2 separate regions of the Rattus norvegicus genome follow, and region 2 is linked to region 1. The links are chromatin contacts, called in public Hi-C maps. All regions are on one chromosome and are shown on one strand. Each heading gives the region's core, a stretch centred on a gene start, on an enhancer-like site or on the middle of the called end of the contact. The rest is flanking DNA. Distances are from core to core; before and after follow the strand shown. Region 1 overlaps LOC102548061 (a long non-coding RNA gene). Region 2 overlaps Tcf4 (transcription factor 4).

Evidence for each region. Hi-C and Micro-C count contacts between places; a contact is called where the count stands out from the background.
Region 2: a Hi-C map of kidney shows a contact between it and region 1, with 8 times the contacts expected there. The contact joins two enhancer-like sites. A contact is called at or near these places in 10 of 12 Hi-C or Micro-C datasets (the A7r5 cell line, the Rat2 cell line, Schwann cells and 6 more).

Annotation. Positions count from the first base shown.
Region 1 is chr18:64,349,350-64,352,049 of GRCr8, reverse strand. The region is part of intron 1 of LOC102548061 (a long non-coding RNA gene); the gene reads right to left. Among named protein-coding and RNA genes, the nearest start is that of Mc2r, 60 kb to the right of the region's middle. Within about 2 kb of position 1,404, at least 10 of the 93 cell types and tissues checked have an H3K27ac peak or open chromatin away from gene starts, as enhancers often do.
Region 2 is chr18:65,539,883-65,542,582 of GRCr8, reverse strand. All of the region lies in intron 14 of Tcf4 (transcription factor 4), which reads right to left. Among named protein-coding and RNA genes, the nearest start is that of Ccdc68, 280 kb to the left of the region's middle. Within about 2 kb of position 1,297, at least 27 of the 93 cell types and tissues checked have an H3K27ac peak or open chromatin away from gene starts, as enhancers often do.

The DNA.
Region 1 (2,700 bases), core at 155-2,654:
AGAGGCCTATGTGACATCTGGGAGAAGAAAGTCTGGAGAGCAACCACAGTCAGCAGGAAGGCTGGAGCTGGGAGTGTCCGGGAGCTCACTGAGAAGCGGCAGCTGGGCCTGTGTGACCGCAAGCCAAATGAACTGAAGAGGAGCAAGGGTGTGGTTCTGGGCCAGGTCAGGGAGCTTAGTGAGTCCTTGCTAGGATCTGCTTTTGCTCTGACCAAAATTCGGAAGCAGCAAGCAGCATAGGGGCTGGGCAGTGGGGTGTTAAATGACTTTAGCAGCTGCTCCTTTGAGCACACATTCAAATGAGATGGGAGCCCCCTCCCCCGATAGGAGTCCATTGCAACAGCACAAGTGCTTCCAGTCAGTCTATAGTAACCTCACTTCATGCCTATTCCACCGTAGAACGTGGTTAACTACTGTAGTAGCATCAAGGATGCCAGAGCCAAGGAACCTTGAAAATATCCATTGTTCTTAAGATCTAGAGCCAACCTGAACTTCCGGATCATTATAAGTCATGAGCCAGTGTCTGGATTCACATCCTCCTAACACACATCACCAGGAGAAAGCTGAAATACTTTCTCTGTTGTGGGCTAGATTGTTATCTATTTGAGGTCGAAAGCTGGCTTTCTGTAATCATTAGAATGTTGTCTACAATGCCTCTGGAGAGGAAACAGAGGGATACAAATAGGGCTTGTTTTGTAAAAAGGGTCTTTAGAAACATGAGGTGACTGGGGAAAGTGTTCAATACATCTAATTCTTCGTGAGAAAAAAACAAAACAAAACAAACAAACAAAAACATTGAAGTGGTTGATGACAACAGATTTTACATACTTAACTTCCAGACAAGACAGGTCACAACTGTGCACTGGTGGATAAGTGAACTTCTCCCTGTGCCTCAGGCACACAAACCCCAGGAAGGAGGCAGAGTGGCTCTGGGGACAGTGAGATGCCTGGGGAGACACCTCAGAATAGCCCCCCAAGCATCTATGACACTGGGGATGCCCTTTGCCAAGAAAAGACGGCGGTCAAGAATCCAGGTAAACAGTGGGGCTCTTAACTCTCCCACACTCAATGTAAGCCTTTCTCTTTAGGCAGCAGAAAGAAATATCAAACACATCCAAAAAAAAAAAAAAAAAAAAAAACCACGTATGATTTAACCAAACTCTAGATAGAAAGATATCATGAAGGCCTTTGCTGGGTTCACATGGACTTATTTTATCTAGAAAACTGGGCTTGTTAATAGCTCAAGGCCTTGGGTAAGAGCAAGCCAAGTCATATCACAGCTGTAATTCTCTTCTTCAGCACACAGACTATGTGGAAATATTTTATTTTGCTTTTATCAGTCTCCGGAGTTCATGTGATGTACTTCAAGAGCCAGCCATTCTCTGGGGCTTATGGTCTTGGCAGATGCCGCGGCGACCGTTAGAAGGTCAAACAAGTCCCACTTCCGCCCCCTCAGACCAGCTGGGATCATCCATTCCCAGACTGACTTTCGTTCCCTGAGTTAGCCTTGAGGCTCTGTCCTCTAAGAAAATGCAGCATAGCCAGATGATTTTCACCTGAGCTAGTCTCTGCCTTCCCTTTTAGGATTGTCATGAGGTCAGTTTTTGATTAGCAGAAGGCCAAATATTCCTGTCGCCTTGGAAATGCTGAGATATCCAAAGCCACGAAGTCTCTTCTTCCTCTTCTCTCCCGAGCAGTCCTACACAGCAGCACAATTCCGGTGGAGTCCACTGGGTTCCCTAGATTAGGCAAACTCGACTGTTTGGTTGGTACTTTCTCGAACACACACTGTCTACTCTTTGCTTGACGTCTTCTCGGCTGATTAAATCTTCCCCATCATGGAGTACAGAATTAAACAGAATTGCACATTGTTGCTCACTACCATAGAGTGTAGATCTGGGAATCCGAGAGGCCACACAGCCTGAACTTCTACTCCAGAGACAGATTCTCTTTACCGTGTCTTCCCACTGAGAAGACATCTATTCTATTTGTACTTAAGCCGTTCCCGTGACAAGACTCACACACAAACACACACACACACACACACACACACATACACACAGACATACACACACACAGATACACACACACAGAGACCCACACACACACAGAAACACACACACACACAGACACATACACAGACACACAGACACACACACACATACACACATACACATACACATACACAGACACACACACAAATACACACACAGAGACCACACACACATACACAGACACACACACACAAATACACACACACAGACCACACACACACACACATACAGATACACACACACACACACACTGCTCAGTAAGGAACTGACTTAAAGAGTGGGCTATTTCTTTTAGAAAGATCCTTGACAGAGTCACCCTATCTCTCCAGCTTCGCCCCATGTCCCAAAATTACTTCAACTAGTAGAACTCAACGACTCAGGATGAACATTCTCCTCTTTCTCCCAATACCCCTCTTGTCGTTGTTCCTTTTTCTGTCTCATTTGATCAAAGCCCCCTGTGAAGACTTGGAGACCTTGTAGCTCACGAGTCTGTGTCAATCAAGGATAAGGTTGGGATGACCTAACATGGGGACTCCCGATCAGACTCCAACTCAAAGAGGACATCTTCCTTGTGTGACTCCGGCTCTGTAGCTGATCACATTTTCTAAAAGTTTCTAACATGTTCCTTAAAGTTAAGACACGGGGA
Region 2 (2,700 bases), core at 48-2,547, 1.2 Mb before region 1:
GTGTGTGTGTGTGTGTGTAATTCTGTGTCTTTCTGCCTCTCTGTACATGAAGCAAACAGCTCAAGGCTCTGTGTTAACATGTGTTTTCATATTGTCAGACTACATACCTCTGACAGAAAGCAGATTTTTCGAGCAGACCATTCTAAAGCTCAACAACTCTGCTACAAAGCACATACGCAGGGCACTGCGGACACACATGGCACCTCGCTGTACGCGAGCATTATTGGCTCAAATGATTCCCTCTTATTTAACTGCAACGGAGGCTTTCATCTCCCGCCATACAGTAATGGCTTCCATATGACCAGTGGCTGCTATAAATAAGATCAAAAGCCAAAGAAAGGATTTAATAAAAGAAAATGACATTAGGAGTAGCATTAAATCAAGGAAAAATGCCAATATCCATTTTTTTTTAATTCTTTCTTGGGGGGTGGGGTGGGGCGAAAAGACTCACAATGCACTAAGTGCCTTGTTCAATATTTCACGGAGCGTCGCTGCAAAGAGCAGGTGTGTGGAAGGTCTATCCGTGCATGTCTGACCATGGCAAAGGTTTAGTGGAGGATGGTGAAGGGTAGGGGCCATTTACAGTGGCTATGGAGAAGCAGGGACGGACGCAATAGCTAGTTGGATGCTGTGAAGTCTATGGTGGACCGTATCCAGCAAAGGCCTTCGCTTCTCTCTGCCCCTTTCTGCCCTAGTTAATGGGGACAAACTTTTTGGTAATCTCAGAGAATCACAACATTGCTCAACTTGAGTACATGTGTTCTGAGAAAGGAAGTTTTTTTTGGCAAGGCAGAACTGTTACATGGAGCCAACTTCCCAAACAGATTTTCTTCCATTTTTTTTTTTAAAAGAGTTTACAATGTTAATCTCAATTCCGACTGGATAAACAGCTGTTAATAACTGCCTGCCCCCAGAGGAAGAGGAGGCTTATTCCCCTTCGTCCTCAGAAGGGGTACCTGCCCTGCCCTGCTCTGATCTCTAGTGCTTCCTCATGTTTCTCTTTTGCTTTTTTGTCAAAATTGCTTCAATGAGGATTTTGCCAAGCAGGCTTCATTCCTCCCTTTCTCCTTTGATAGCCTTAAAGAAAAGAGAAAAACAAAACCAAAAAACCCCTGAAACAAAAAACAAACAAACAAAAAACCTGCCCCAGACCCAGGCAGTTGGGCTGTGACTTATGTAAAATGGTTATTTCACGACTGCTATGTTTAAAGAGGAAACTCAAGCACTGAAAACCTCGGAGGAGTCGTAGAACCTCAGACCCTTGGATCTGTAGCCCTGGAGAGGAAATGACCATTTTGGATTCCTTCACACTGAGCTAACTACTCTCTTAAGGGCTAGCTGTGTTCAAGGACACTCTGTTTCTAACGGTATTGCTAATGCGATTACTTACTCCAACCCGCTGGTGTCCTAAACACGGGAGCAAACTTCGCCACTTTTTCCTCTAAGAGGAAGTCCCCTGCAGCCGATTCCTGAGCCAGCCAGCCCCTGGCAGCTTTCTTACTTGTCCATGAGCACCTGCTTTCGCAGTGACCTCAGTTCTATATCTCAAGATTCAGACAGTTCTCAAAACAGCTTTTAAAACAAAAAGCAGCTGTTTCCCATCTAGTCTACAGGGGGAAAATTGGGCAGCTTACAGAAATGTTACCCAGAGACTACCACTCTCCAATAACTTTCACACACACACACACACACACACACACACACACACACACACACACGCAGCTCTACTGCAGAGGGGCACTTGTGCAGAAGCTGGGGAAGAGGCGTATGTGAAATGAAAATGTGCAAACTCAGTTCTGTGGCTTTTCACAATATGTCCAATTAGCCGCTTTCAAGGGCATATGGCTATGGTACGACAGCGCTTCCCCTTACTAATATCGGACAGATCTTTTGGCTGCACTCAGCTTTATGGCTCTCAGATGATTTATGGACGGAGTGGAAGCCATAATTAAGCACAACTGTGAATGTCAACCAATTAGATCTGACAGAAAATGTAGCTTCCCGTCTTTCAGTTTTTAGCCCCAAAGCTGAAGTTTTCCTAAACCCTCTTCTTGCTGTGAACCTGGGTTTTGTTTTGTTTTTTGTTTTTTGTTTTTTTTTGGTTTTGTTTCGTTTGTTTGAAACACATGTTTTTTAATCGGCTAAAATACTTGATTTGAAAAATTTACAGCCACAATAAAAGTTAAACTAACACAACAGCCAGGGAATTTGAAGAAATATAAAATGGCCAAGGCCTCAGTTTGGCTTTTAAACGGTGCCAAGCTATACCAGTATTTTCTGTTTTGGTATGAATGACATAACCATATTACTTCATGAACTGCTACTTTAATTCCCAAGGGTGGAAAATTCCATGAGTTAATTTAATCTGGATGTAAAAAAATATATACACACACACGAAAACTCACTCTTCCTGTGGACTCTCATATTCGATGCTCGAACCGATTGCTAACACTGCTGCCCTGTGGGGGAGCAGCTTGGGAGTGGCCTGGGCTACCAGCTGCAAGGCCAGACCCTCAGGGGATTTCCTTGCTGCTCTGCGCATAGAAGCACCTTTCTTTCTTTTGAATTTTTTTGAAACCATGTTTATGCTCTGGCTTCTCCATCATGTCTCTCTGTAACTGCTAGAATCCTGCGTGGACTTTTGCCTGCGTTTAGTCTTCTCCTAGTCTGATTATTTCCTGAGTCTGTAATTCTACCTCA